Linked DNA regions of Mus musculus: region 2 is linked to region 1. Evidence: chromatin contacts called from public HiChIP or PLAC-seq data. All regions are on one chromosome and are shown on one strand. Each heading gives the region's core, a stretch centred on a gene start, on an enhancer-like site or on the middle of the called end of the contact. The rest is flanking DNA. Distances are from core to core; before and after follow the strand shown. Region 1 overlaps Ank (progressive ankylosis). Region 2 overlaps Trio (triple functional domain (PTPRF interacting)).

The links. HiChIP or PLAC-seq counts read pairs in DNA pulled down with a chosen protein or histone mark.
Region 2: an H3K27ac HiChIP or PLAC-seq map of regulatory T cells shows a contact between it and region 1, with 2.8 times the contacts expected there. The contact joins two enhancer-like sites. A contact is called at or near these places in 1 of 484 Hi-C or Micro-C datasets (CD8 T cells) and 5 of 115 datasets of contacts at active chromatin or transcription factors (effector CD8 T cells, large pre-B cells, microglia and 2 more).

The regions. Positions count from the first base shown.
Region 1 is chr15:27,592,794-27,599,505 of GRCm38.p6, reverse strand. It overlaps Ank (progressive ankylosis), which reads right to left. Exons shown (of 12, transcript NM_020332.4): 12 at 4,597-6,402. The coding sequence ends at 6,289. It also overlaps a transcript of Otulin not described here. Among named protein-coding and RNA genes, the nearest start is that of Mir7117, 25 kb to the right of the region's middle. Within about 2 kb of position 2,860, at least 254 of the 459 cell types and tissues checked have an H3K27ac peak or open chromatin away from gene starts, as enhancers often do. A contact at or near this core is called in CD8 T cells, effector CD8 T cells, microglia and 2 more, where this site is marked.
Region 2 is chr15:27,920,204-27,926,915 of GRCm38.p6, reverse strand. The region is part of intron 1 of Trio (triple functional domain (PTPRF interacting)); the gene reads left to right. Among named protein-coding and RNA genes, the nearest start is that of Gm29975, 72 kb to the left of the region's middle. Within about 2 kb of position 3,120, at least 298 of the 459 cell types and tissues checked have an H3K27ac peak or open chromatin away from gene starts, as enhancers often do. A contact at or near this core is called in CD8 T cells, effector CD8 T cells, microglia and 2 more, where this site is marked.

The DNA of each region.
Region 1 (6,712 bases), core at 1,611-4,110:
CGGGTAAAATCCCCCAAGCCTCACACCAAAAACACGCGGATGCTAGTAGCAACAAAACCATAGGCAGGACTGTCGAAATGGCTTCTATATGGACTTCCTTAGGACAGGATTCAGCCAGGAAATGGAACCGACAGCTGCTGCACATGTGCAGGAATAACTTCCAGAGGGCTTCGTTTCACCAACGCAGCAGGGAAATGCGGGTTGCCGTTAACGCTCTGAACTTGCTCATTTTCATTGTGTTCTAAAACTGGTTCATATATAAAATCAGCGTTGCACCCGGAAGGAGCCTGGACTATTTGAGTGGGCAGTGCCCAGAAGCGAGAGGTGTGAAAGGCCCTGTCATAGGCCCGGGGTTGGAGAGCTCTCTTGTGTGGCAGTCAGGTCTTTGAAGCTCTGACACTTTAGTCCTACCAGCTATAGACAGTCATCTTAAGATACCACATAGCAAAGCAAAATATCATTGATTAACTACAAGGAACAAGGTACGTCCATAAACCTTGTGACAGCCCTGGGGTAATACACCTGCCTCATGGTAACATGGCTGACACTGTGGAGTGCCAGCCCCTGCTGTGTGTACCCTGAATCTGCTCTGTGACATGAAGGTGATGTGGACTTCATTTTCAGAAGCTGGCTCATGCAAACCTGGGTCTTATACTGCAGGGAACCAAAGTCGACCTGGCCTAATGTTCTCCCGTTGCAAAAGCTGCCTGTCTTGGACCCACGGTTGGAAACCTGTGTTTTGGGCTTTTATAGCAATCACCACTGTGCATGACACAGGATTTCTGTGAAGTTATACACAATTCATACTGAGTAGGGTGTAGGAATGGGTTCTTCCCCCCCCCCCCCCCCCGGTCATTAAAGAATTAAAAGGCAGGAGAGTTTGAAAGTCAAAACCACAGTTTATTTGACATACAAGGACCTGGAGGAACCCTCTTGGGGTTCTTAGTCTCATTAAGAGTTTTATTAAAACATCAAATGGAAGCTCAAGGATAATTTTAGAAGAGTTTTAAAAGAAAAATCCCAGAGCAAGCAAGCTGTAAGTGTCGGGAGTTGCCTAGAGGAGAGGGGGGAAGAAGGAAAAACCATGTTACTCTGCAGCAGGCAGCCACGTGGTGGGAAGGGAGCGTTCAGGATAAAGCAAGGAACCCCCAGCTGCTAGGAACCCCCAGCTGCTAGAGAAAGCATACTTGGGAACAAAAAAGGGAAGGAGTCGGACCTTTTGGCATAGGGAGCAAGCTGAGCTCCATGGCAGCTTGGGCTCGGGCATAGGAATTCTGGGGAGCAAAAGTATCTCCTTAAAGGAATTTATTTTGCCTATCTCTTCAACAAGGCTGAAGTTGAGTCTGCCTCCCTAAAGGTGCTCCCACCTCCCTGCTGTGGTCCCTTGGCCCGGTGGTTGACCTGCTGGGTCACATTCACTCCTCATGTTGGATAACTTAGTGTTCGATTTTTGCCCAGACCAGAGATTTTTTACCCTCTTGAGCAGAAGGAAGAGTTTTCTCTTAGTGAGTCCTCACGGCTGCTGGGTTGGAGCAGTTCTGCTCTCATCCCCTCTCTCCTTGTACACTAAGGACTTCTTTTTCAAGTAGAAAGGCTTTCGGTTCTTGTCTGTGGTCTCAGCTTGTATATTGGTTGACATTGTTTGTACAGAAGTAGATGTCAAGTCTTGCTAATAAGTGCATTTGGAGTTACTGGCCCAGGTGAAAAGAGGTACTGTATAAAAGCTAACTCTGTCCATGTGTGTCTCCTGCATAAACCATCCAGTAAGTCTATCCACGTGTGTCTGACAGTCACCTCTAAAAGCGCATCTCCCTAGTCAGGTTTTGAGAGACCCTGTTTGATTGATTGCAAATGCAGGAGAGAAAGATTATCATTGGACCGGAAAGGCAGCTTAGTGATTCAGAAGGTTTGCTGTGAAATCACAAGGATGAGAGTTCTGCTCCCAGCATCCACTTAGTAAGCCCCAGGGGGCATGGGGGGTGTCAAAGGCCAGATTCGTGGGTCTTGATGGCTTCTAAGGGCCTCCATCTCAAAGGAGATAAGACTACTACTCGACAGGACACTTGGTCCCTCTTCTGGACTCTGTTGTGTGCACAGTTTGTGAATCTCCACACTAAAGTGTATATACGCAAAGATACACACTAAGTAGAAATTCTGAAAATGAATTACTAAGTTTTTGTAAGGTACTAGTTACAAGTCTGGCACCACTTGCACTTGGCAGAGAATTTGTTTCCTTGGATTTAGGTGCTCTTCCTGGTAGGGCACCACATCAGTTAACGGAGCTAACGACCACCCTTCTGTCTTGTGGTGGGGAGAATGAAACTTAAGGTTTCCTTGTCTTCTCATTATTTTCCCCTTTGAGATCAGACAGTAAACAATGCAGTGAGTTGTTTCCTGACTTGTAAAGTGGGGTTCGGGTTGTTGATTACAGTCCTGTTTGCCTCTTGTTTAGCTTTGGTGTGTTAATTTTAGTCACCAGCCTTTGAGCAGGGCACCCAGGCCTTTCTTGAGATTTCCACTACATCCTGTTTCATGTGTGGTTAGATCAGCTGATGAGTCACCTGATGTTTTGCCACTTCGAATGACAAAAATAGAGGCTCAGAATAACCACACAGAGAAGCAGCTCTCATGGTTTCCAGATACATTGCTGAAAACCGTGCTTTTTGATGCTTCAAGCTTTTTATAAAAGAGCCTTGTGTGAGGCTCTTGTGGAAAGGCAGACAAGACACTGGGTTTGCACAGCTAACACTGAAGTCACCTCACCTTCCCAGGTCCCACCAGAGATAGCATTATTATACTTTTGGTTATAAAAGTGTGTGACAGGCAGCATTGAAAACAACCCTCTCCTGGTGGAGCACAGAAGGCTTAGCTTGCCTGCAGTACCCTAAACCAGACACAAAGCAGCACATGGTGTTCTGGTCATGTTCTATTCAGAGCTTTACTGAAGCAGAAAAAAGTACAAGGAAACATTGCTCAGGTAACATCATTTCATTAGAAGAGGCCAGGTGTGGTGGTGCACACCTTTAATCCCAGCACTTGGGAAGCAGAGCCACATGGATCTCCGTGCGTTCAAGGTCATCCTGGTCCACATAGAGTCCCAGGACAGCCAGGGATATGTAGAGTGACCCTGTCTCAAACTAAAAATAGATAATTATAAGAATATTAGGATTTCCTATTTTGCAGCACATCTCTTGCTCTCGCTTCAGTATGGAGAGAAAGTTGCTGAATCTTGGAAAATGTTCCTTTCCCTTTGCCTATTTCAGAAGAAAATATTTTCAAACAGAGCAGTTAGGAAGGTGGGAGATTGGGGAACTAGAATCAGAGGGAGTCTTTGTTTCCTCTCTGAAACAGGCACACACACCCACTCACCTGCACTAAGGGAGTGGTAAAACTATTTATTAAAGATAAAATGCAGTCACTTTCCCCATGACCAAGGCCATTGTCTCAGTCCTGCCACATCCAGGAGGGGCTGCATTGCAAGAAAGCAATAGGGTCCACGGAGTTTAAAGTGCTTAAGTACTTAAGTAATTACTGCAGCTCAGAATAAGTGTTTTCATTTCTGAGGCCCTCTCTGAACATTTCCAAGCCAAAGCATGAGCGAAGGCCAAGAAACAGATGGTCCCAACCGAGAGAAGAGTGCCTTTGACTCCAGATGCCCAAGCCCAAGCCCAACACGGGCAGCAGGGAGACACTGACCAGCTCCAACCCACAGATACAAACAAGGCCTTCGCAGTGGAAGGATCCCTGGTGAGTTCCCACCAAGCCAACCGCAAGCCGCTCACACTCCCGGAGCCCTGCAGTGGGCAGGCTTTGTCCTTCCTGAGTCACAGCAGTCCTGTTTACTCAGTTCCAGGGGGCCTTAGAGAGGGCCTGTGTGCCAGCACCCAGTAAACAAGGGCAGAGCCAGCAGCAGGTCAGGTGTGCACTTAGAATGACCCTCGGTTGCCCCTCAGATAAACAGGCTTCTCTAGTTTCTCGGAGAAAACCCTCACTCTAGAAAGGCCATCCTAACTCAGTATTTTGAGGAAAACTTGTCTCCTGCCTCTGCAACTTTAGGTTGTATTTGTCGCTTAACCTTGAGAATGATCTTCCCACAGTCCTTGAGGATTTCACAGACATGGTCCTTTTCAGTTTGTTAGCTGAGCAATATGTTTAAAAAGAACACTCAGCTGCTGAGCTAGAAAGGCTGCCCTTAATGCTTGTGGAAAGAGGAGAAAGGCCCTTCCCAAGTCTAGGCCGTGGAATTCTTTGTTTGAATACAACAGTATGGCAGCTGTCTCAGGGTGTCAGGTGACAAAACAGGCCCACAGAATGTGTGTGGAGGAGCCTGTACTAGGAGGGGAAGGTCAGAACAAATCCCCCCAAACCGCAGCTCCATTGCAGAGGCCTGGGCCTGGCACTGCATTCCAGGGGCTCGGGACATCTTACACAGCTGATGTCCAGTCATCCTGATGAAGGCGGCTCTGGGCTCTAAGCTACATGTCCCAAGTGCACAATAAAGAGATACTAGCTTTTCTTGACTTTAAAGGGAAAGGATTTCGAATTTGATATTTGGTATTTAAGCTCCAACCCCAGAAGCATGAAAATAGCCACACATTTTAAAAAATATTGCTGTTTAATTTTCTAGTCATGTACTTTAAAAAGCCAATACAATTAAGACTTTCAGTTATCTTTCAGATCTGCCCCTGACGTCACCCACAAGCAGCTACGGAAGCACATAGGATTTGTTCCCATGGTGGGCACATATGAGGGACACTGGGTATCTAGAAATGGAAATGCGAGCCTGTGTAGCCCTGACAGTCTTAACATGAGGTTACACAACACCAAAATAATAAGCACAAGAGGCCCGCCTTCCGCCCTTTTCCCTCCGCCCTTCCCACCTTTGCCTGTCTACAGTAGTGGATCCATTTCCTCCCGAGGTTGCCCATCAATTGGATCTGTAGGCCCTTACATTCATACACAAGGGACGTGTAGAAGGCTGTAACATACAGCGGTCACTGGTACAACCCGAGTAAGCTGTAGGTATGTGGAGCATGAAGGCAATCACTGAATTGTATTAGAGACATTTTATTGAAAATGCGAAAATAGGAAATGTATTATAGCCTAAAATAAATTACATAACATATACAGCATATATTTATATCTTTAAAATATTTGTTTTGTTTAGGTTCTTTCAGTCTAGTTACTTTGACTAAATCAGGAATTTAGTGAACTGTGTCCATAATTTTTTTTAAAGGAAAAAACCCGCTTTCCAAAACTTAGAAAAATATACTGCACTAAGTGGATTTCCAATGCATTATTTCCGGGGTATCACATAGTGACCTTGATACTGTTTATAAAATGTCTTGCTTTATGGTGTGGAGGGGAGTACCATAGTACACTCGGTTACCTGTCCTGCAGAAATAGGCGGCACATCTACATCAGAAGTTACGAGACAAGACCCTGGCATTAGGATGCTAGATTACGACTTAAAGCTTTGCTCACTGTGAAAACGAAATGGACAGTTAGAGAAATGGACAGTTAGAACGCTCCACTTCTCGCTCTAGTGCCATCTTCAGGGAAGGCGAGTAAACGCAAGCCTTCAGGGAAACTCATGCGGAGGGTGCTGACACTGGAGCTGCACTTGCGGGACAGCTCTGAAAAGTCAGCTCATGTATATACACTGTGGGGTGCGGCAACTCAGTGAAACCAGGAAAACAATGGGATGCTGACGATCAAGTCAGTTGGTGACTGACCCAATTTCTACAGGAGATTAAATTCCCACTACGTTGGCCCAGCAGGGCCACCAGCCCTTCCTCTGGGAACAGGGAGACTGTGGGCTGCAGCCTGGGGCCCACCAGTATGTGCGGCAGATAGTTCATGACTCCAGAGCCACAGTGTTGGGGAGCAAGTCAAGAGAGGCTGAGCTTCAACCTGTTGATTCTTAGGAGGAGGCAAACATGAACAGGAAAAGTCTGGCCCAAGTCCTTTGGTTCCAAAGTGGAGATTGTCCAAGGGAGTAGAAACGTTGACCAAGAGGCAGCTCTATCTTTTGGGTTTTATGAAGCAGGGGCGTGAAGTCAGCGATTCTGAGTTACAAAGCGACAGTAAAGACCTTTCTTCAGGTCCCTGCATCGGTGAGCATACCCAGTATGCTAGAGAATTTATACGAAACCTCTAAATCAAGGCCTCTTTCATAACCAAGAATAAAAATTAAACAACAGAAAACAACTTGATGGGAGGAGGAGGAGGAAAGAGACGACAGTTGTTGTCCTGACTGTCCCTGCGGTGGCCCCCAGCAGCCTGTGCTTACTCATTTTCTTCTCTCATCTCTACGATGTCTGTGACCTCCTCTGTTGGAGGCATGTCGGTCATGGCCGAGTCTTCTCCCTCGGTGGCTGACTCATTCTCCATCTTCTTTTTCTAGATTAAAAGAAGACACATCACAGTGGGGATGTGGGCAGGACACACCACACACTGCTGGGGGCGGGAGGCCACTTTATGGTCCAGGCTGAATCTAGCTCAGTACGCTCCTTTCACCGTGGCTGTTCTTATACCTGCTGTATGCTGGGTACTGTGGGGAACTCTGTCCCTTATACCTTTGCTGACATGCTTTGGAATGCTGCCCCAAAGCCACACGCTTTCTCTAGAGTAGTCCTTTCACCTGTGGTTAGTGGGTGTCCCGCCCCTCTGACAGCTCTGGCTTCCCTCTGCCCTGTGGACCGCGTATCCT
Region 2 (6,712 bases), core at 1,871-4,370, 330 kb before region 1:
TTGACACATTTAAGGGTCCGTGACTTACTGGAGTGTATTTGTAACAGACAGACCTACAATATCCTAATTTTGCTGAATATTTAGCAACTTTGGTTTATGTATAAACAAGATAATGATTTAAGTATTGTTTAGATGTAACTCGTGGCCACTCAAATTAATTGATTACTTATTAAGACTCTCAGCCTTGAGTAGTAAAAGCAGAGGCTGACAAGATAGGCAGGGCCCCTGAAGCCCGGGGAAGTCCCCTGCAGGAAGGAAGTCCCCAGCCACAACCCAGGTCACAGGGGCTGAATTGACAGTTTACATGTTAGAGAAGCTAGAAGTCTTGTTGGTGGTTCGAGGATAGCCAGACCTACAAAGAGAGACCCTGTCTCGAACTACAAGCAAGCAAAAGAAGTGGGCAGGAGCCAACGTAGGGGTCAGGGACACTGGTGTGGCGATCAACTATAATAATCCGTAAGATTTACTAATGTGTAAGGTAATAAGATTTGGAGCTTAAATCCAAACCGGTGCTCATTGCTGGGATCAAGTCCTTTGTCCCGTGGCATCTGAAGTCTCAGAAGCCTTGGTTCTCCTTATTTGTTTCCTGTCTTTCCTAGTAATGGTCACCAACAGGCAGGCGGACACGACCGAAGCAAGCCTGTTGGCCACACCTCGCACTCACAGAAGTTTAAGTTGTGTTCCGTTCCTGTTGCAGAAAACATATGGCAGAAACCCCGAGATTCGTTCTGTCAGCTGTTCCACTTGAGCCCTCTGGGACTCGGGGACTTGGGACACATATGTGCTGACATGTAAAACAAAGAAGTTCTGTCTGGAGTTGTGTGGAGTTGACGTAGCTTCGTTCCCTCAAGCCCAGGCTGGTCACAAAGTCTCATGACTAAAGCATTTCCTTGCAACTGTTTTTGGGTGAACCCTGCTAACTGCAGAGAAGCAGGCCTCTGATGCCTGCACACTTCCTGCTCCTGCTCCCCCCCCCCCCCTCTCTGCAGTGAAAGTGCAGAAATGAGCCTCCTCCTAAGCATTCTCCCTTCGTATGCTCCACCCTTCCTTCCTTCATCAGAGGTGAGACCAACAGTGATTAGGGCAGAAAATAATGTTTTAATTACATTGCAACAACCCCAAAGTAAAACCTTTTCCTATCTTAAACTACAAATGAAGGACTCGTCGTTAAGTACACGAGACAGCAAGAGAACCAGTCACTTTTAGTGCCTGGCCATTGTGAGCAGGTTGGCAACTTTAGAATATGGTTAGTTCTGTGTTTTTGTGAACTGTACTCAGGAGCCCAGTTGTAGACTGGTGGTGAGGTTTGCCAGCTGCAAAGGGTGTTGTTTTCCTAGGGTTAAATGGCTGCTTGGGGTTTTCTGCCGTGCTCCCCATACGGTGGGACACAGTGCCCAGTGACTGTGACCAGTATTTAGGTCATTTCCAGGATGTGGCAAAGGCTTGAGTGCTACAGGCGCTGAGTGGGTTATGTATCCAGTATTAGGGTTCCCAGTGTGTGCAGTGTGCACACGTATTTCTGGGAACAGGAATGATGGGAGTGGGTTTTTGGTGATGCGTGTAGGAGTTCAAAGGGTCAGAAGTTGAGCGTCTGTCTGGTTGGGATTCTTTCATTTTCGCCTGGGGAGAGAATAAGTATTGGCAAGCGAGCGAGGCTGCACAGGAGGCAGATGTCACATCTGAAGGATTATGTCATGTCAGGGAGTGTGTGTCTTACGGGAAGGCATCAAGAAGCCACAGAGGGGCATCGTGGAAAACTTATGGAGAGCAGTAGAAGGAGGTGTGAGCTAGAAGCCGATTTCAAGGCGAGTGGTGGGGTCAGAAGGACTACTGACCACTGATTAGGAGGCTGCAGATACAGCAAGGCCACCTGCGGGAATTCCACGGTGGGGTGGAAGGCAAGGGGAGCCAGGCGAGGCTATTTAAATGAATGAAATGCTTGATGTGATAATGGATCAGGATTTCTCTTAACAATCAATCTTGGTTGGGCTGGTATCCATTCACATAGCTCAGGGATCGAGTTTTATCGCTCTGGGTCAATTCCCCGGGCTCTTCTGCAAAGCAGTCTGTGGATCAGGTTGGCTTTACTGAACCATGTGTGCATGTATGCATAAGTGAGAGGCACATATGTAATTAGGGTGGCGTCTGCTGTCAGGCTTTATAGCACACATGCACACAGAGAGACACAGAGAAAGAGACAGACAGACAGACAGAGGCACAGGGAGATGGGGGGGGGGGGGACAGGTTGCCCATGTGATTTATTTTGAATCACTTAGTCAGAGAAATGCAATTTCTCTGTTTGCTTCTTTGTTGGTCTGGGATCAGAAGATTAAGGGTGCCCTTGGCCATATTTCCTTTTTATTTTATGAAACTAGAAGAAGCTGGAACCCCTTTTATAATAATAACCACTATATAATAATAGCCGTTATACAATATAATGCCTTTGGACAACTGGCCTATTATATATTATGAATTAACTTCCAATGTACCATTAATGCATAGTTAAAACATCAACAAAGTCTACTGATTTCTTCGTTCGTTTAAGGCATTTGTAATACTCTTAACAAGCCTTTCATCCTTTGGCAGTTCAGCTTGTCCTGTATACTTTGTGGGTAAGAAATGAAAAGCCAGAGCTATATGTTGACGTTTCCTTGAGTCAGTAAAGCTTGTGCTCTTCTTAACTGTGTGCTGTTATAGGCTGTCACTAATAAGACAGGATGAGTTAGCCAATCAGGTGGTTATTACTAAACATTAGAATCCGCTTTGTCGTTATTTCCATGTGGTGGTTTGTGGACACATCTACATTCCCGGTGCATGTGATTCATCCTCGTGTCCAATCTGGGGTCATATAATTTTGTAAAAAATGACATAAGCATCAGTTGATTGTGCTTGCATTTTTTTATATCTTAGTAAGCATTCTGGTGAAAATGTAACCTTTGTTCTCTAACATTCTTCCATAATTAAATGCATTCACAGAAGATTCCGATCCATTAAAACACTTCCTTCCTGTGACACTGGCGTGAGCTTTACACGGCCACCCCACCCCCACCACACACACCTCGCTAGCACTGCCTCCCTGCAGTGGAGCAGCATCCTGCAGGCTCTGCGCTGGAGCGGCTTGCTCAGACAGGGTGACGTCACCCTCTCTGCCGGCAGTGCGAGGGCGGGGCCACCGCACAGATGTGGAGTTTTATCTCCTGCCCTTTGTGTTCCGGAGCTCTGCCAATTACCTAATGAGTAAAATTCGGTAATTACCACCAAGGCTCGTCAGTAAGAGCAGCTACCAGCTTACTATTTAACATTTTTGCTGTGGTTGCTTTAGAACGCTGCCTTAGTTATTAGTCTTACTTGTAGCATAACCTGTGCTTCCGTCAGCCATGCTTCAGTCTTTCCCACAGGCGATTTTTCGGTTTAATAAATGTAAGGTGGGGGTAGCTGACAGGCTCTGAGACCTACGAGGTGGCTGGGAAGCAGTCTGTGGGTGACTGACAGACAATTCAGAACAAGGCACACGGGCAACTTTATCAGGAGCTCTATCTGTGGAGGAATAATAGGGCTCTTAAATACCATGTTTTCCTAAAAGAAAAAAAAATTAAGTCAGCGAATGATTATGTGAAATTCAAAATGATTAAAATCTGCTAGAGGTCCTGAGTGGATTACCAAAAGAAGCTGTTTTAGTTTTAAACTTACTCTTTTTAACACACACACACACACACACACACACACACACACACACACACACATATATATGTATGTATATGTATATATGTATATATTGTATATGAGTACACTGTAACTGTCTTCAGACACACCAGAAGAGGGCATCGGATCCCATTACAGATGGTTGTTGTGGTTGCTGGGAATTGAACTCAGGACCTGGAAGAACAGTCAGTGCTCTTAACCACTGAGCCATCTTCCCAGCACCAAAAATCTTACCCTTACCTCAGATAATTAGCTTCATCTTAGGTCTTTGTGCACATGTACACGGAAAGTGCTATTGGGTCAACGAGCTGAGTGATGAGTGAGCGCTCACACAACCTGGAGATGTCCCGTGGTGCGGCTCCTCCTGGGAGCAACCAAGATGGAGGGCTGCTGCTCCTTTATTGTTGGTTGATGTTAAAAATGGAAGGCCACCGTGGTGGTCAGTGAGCTCTGTGGCTTGCTGGGAACGGTTCTGTTGGAGTGGCACCGCAGCCCTGACACAGAGTCTGATGACCAAAAGGGCACAGTTGATCTGACCACTGCGCTGTTGGGTTGTTGACATTCCAGCTCCCCCCACCCCCATTCACCCAAAAGATTTCCCATTGTCAGAGACAACTGTGGGATCTCTCCTCCTGGAGCAAAGAGGGTAATTTTCCCTCTTACAGCTGTAATCATGGTGTGACTGAAGGCTAAATACCCAGAGCTGATCTTTTACAGACTGAAATAGAAAGTCCTGGAGGACACTGGGCGAGCGGCGGCGGGGGTGGGGGTGGGGGACGACGGACAGGGACGCAGACTCTGGTAGTTTGTTCCTTTTCACCCGGTACTCAGAGGTTTGGATACTCGCACCTACTTCCGTCTAAAGCGAGTTCCCCGAGTGAGAGGAAGATGGAGGCTATCCATTTGCTGCATGGTTGGCAGCTTCTGAAACAGGAGACATTCGGTGGCGTGGTCTTAGTATTTATCCCAGGCTTACTGCTCCTGGCCAGATAGCATTGTAAACATGTAACACGATCCACTCTGTTGTTTAACATCAGGGTTGAGCTGTCTTAGATGAAACTATTAAGATATTTAATTTACGTATGCACATTTAGAGAAGGGGAAGGAGGGAAGGGGAGAGTGGACTTGAAGCCAGAACTTCCCAGAGCTCTCTTTACACAGTCATCCCTCTGCTAACCAAGGCCTAACTGCAAATGCCCTCTCATGAGCATCCTCAGCACACACATTGTAGGCCTGACCCAGAAAGTAGTGCTTGTCAATCACTCCTTCCCTGGGACCCATCGTGCCCCACAGTAGTGGTTCATGAAAGCCTACACCAGCTTCCTTACCTTTCTGCTCACATTATTGTAGGTTTTATGTAACTTAAACGTTCAGAAAATGGGCACAGCTAAATGCCCCTGATCTTGGTGGTTGCCTTCCTTGCCTGCTGCCCACCTTTTGCCCACCCTCTTCTAACCTCACCAACTTCTCTGTGCGGTCCTTGTCCATCCGCAGACCCTCTTGGTCATAGAAGTAAAAGTGTGGCTACTCCTTGGTCTCTGGGACAGAGATATGGTGAAGAATCTCAGAGGGATCTCTTCTAACTGAGTTTGTAGTGGGTGACCTCCTGTAATCCCAGCAAGAAGAAATGCCTCCAGGAGAAGACCATTGAACCCAGAACCTAAAGCCTTTTAATTCACGAGCCAAGGAAGTCTTAGGTATCTGGCCTTTCTGTACTGTAGTCCAGAACCCATGGAGTATAGCAAAAAGCTGTTTATTTTTAATTTCTAAGAAAAATTATTTTTAAACAGCTGCACACTCTGACTTCATAAGTATTCTCTAGGGCATAGACAAGAACCTGGGTGAACATTGGCTTGTTGGACGTGTCTGTTCGCGACCCTGAACAGTAGAAAAGGATTTCTCTTGTCAGACATCTTTAGGTTTGACCTATAGCTGCAGGTCACTCCATTCTCACTGGGATCCCCCAGCTTATGAGCCTTCTCATCATCTGCATTGGCTACAGGCTGTCACCAGCCTGACGCCACTGCCTTAGCTGTACCGCCATCTTTACCACGAGCGGTACTGAATTAAAGTGGTACTGAGTTACCTCGATGGATGGGGAGCTGCTGAGATTAGCTTGAATTTATTCAAGAGCTCTGGAGGCACTGGGGTGAAATTGTAGCCCTCTGGCTCGGGTATCTGCCATCTAGAAACCAGAACTGCTTCTCAGTCTGGTGGGTTGCCAGCACACAGCCATGGCGGTTCACACAGAAAAGTTGGTGCACTAGAAAGTGAAGTGGCCTGGTGACCTGAAGACCTGAGCTCTGGCTCAAGTCTGTTATTCCCTGGCTGGGTCATGCCAGAAGTCCTCTCAGGGCTTTGGTCCTTGCTGCCTGCCTCTGCCTCAGGAATGCTGGGATTAAAGGTGGCTATTGCCACCTGCCTGGCTCAGATGCTTGATTTTTTTTTTTTTTTTTTTTTTTTAGAAGGGCCACAGGGAACTTGTGTTTCATGTATGAGGCTTGGGAAAAGCTGGAAGCTTGGGCCACTGACTCTGATACTTAGTCTGAGGACTCTTTCTCCCAGATTTCTCCTCTCGGTTTCACATACCACAGTGCAGTCCTGAGCATGTAATCTAGTTTGGCCTTACACTGGGCTCTGTCCTCTCCACCAGCCAGAATAAAGTTAGAGCAGTGAATTCAACATCATGCGCTTCTCCAAGTGCACATCCCCGGATTTGATTGAATTCGGGTGCCTTGACCTAAGGGCCCTCCTGTGTTAGCTTCCTCGTTGCTGGGATTACAGTTGTGTGACAGCGTGCCCGCCTGGTGAGAGACTGTCTATCAGAATATGAGAACTGGGCCAGTGAGCACACTAGAACTCCACTTATTTAATACTCTTTACTTAGACCACATCTTTTACCAGTTGTGAACATGAAAAATAATGTTTCAGATCTTTTCCTTGTACTATTTGACAAAAATGGAAGGAAAAAAAAAAAAAAACCAGGCCTGGGGGAGCTGTCTTGTGTTTC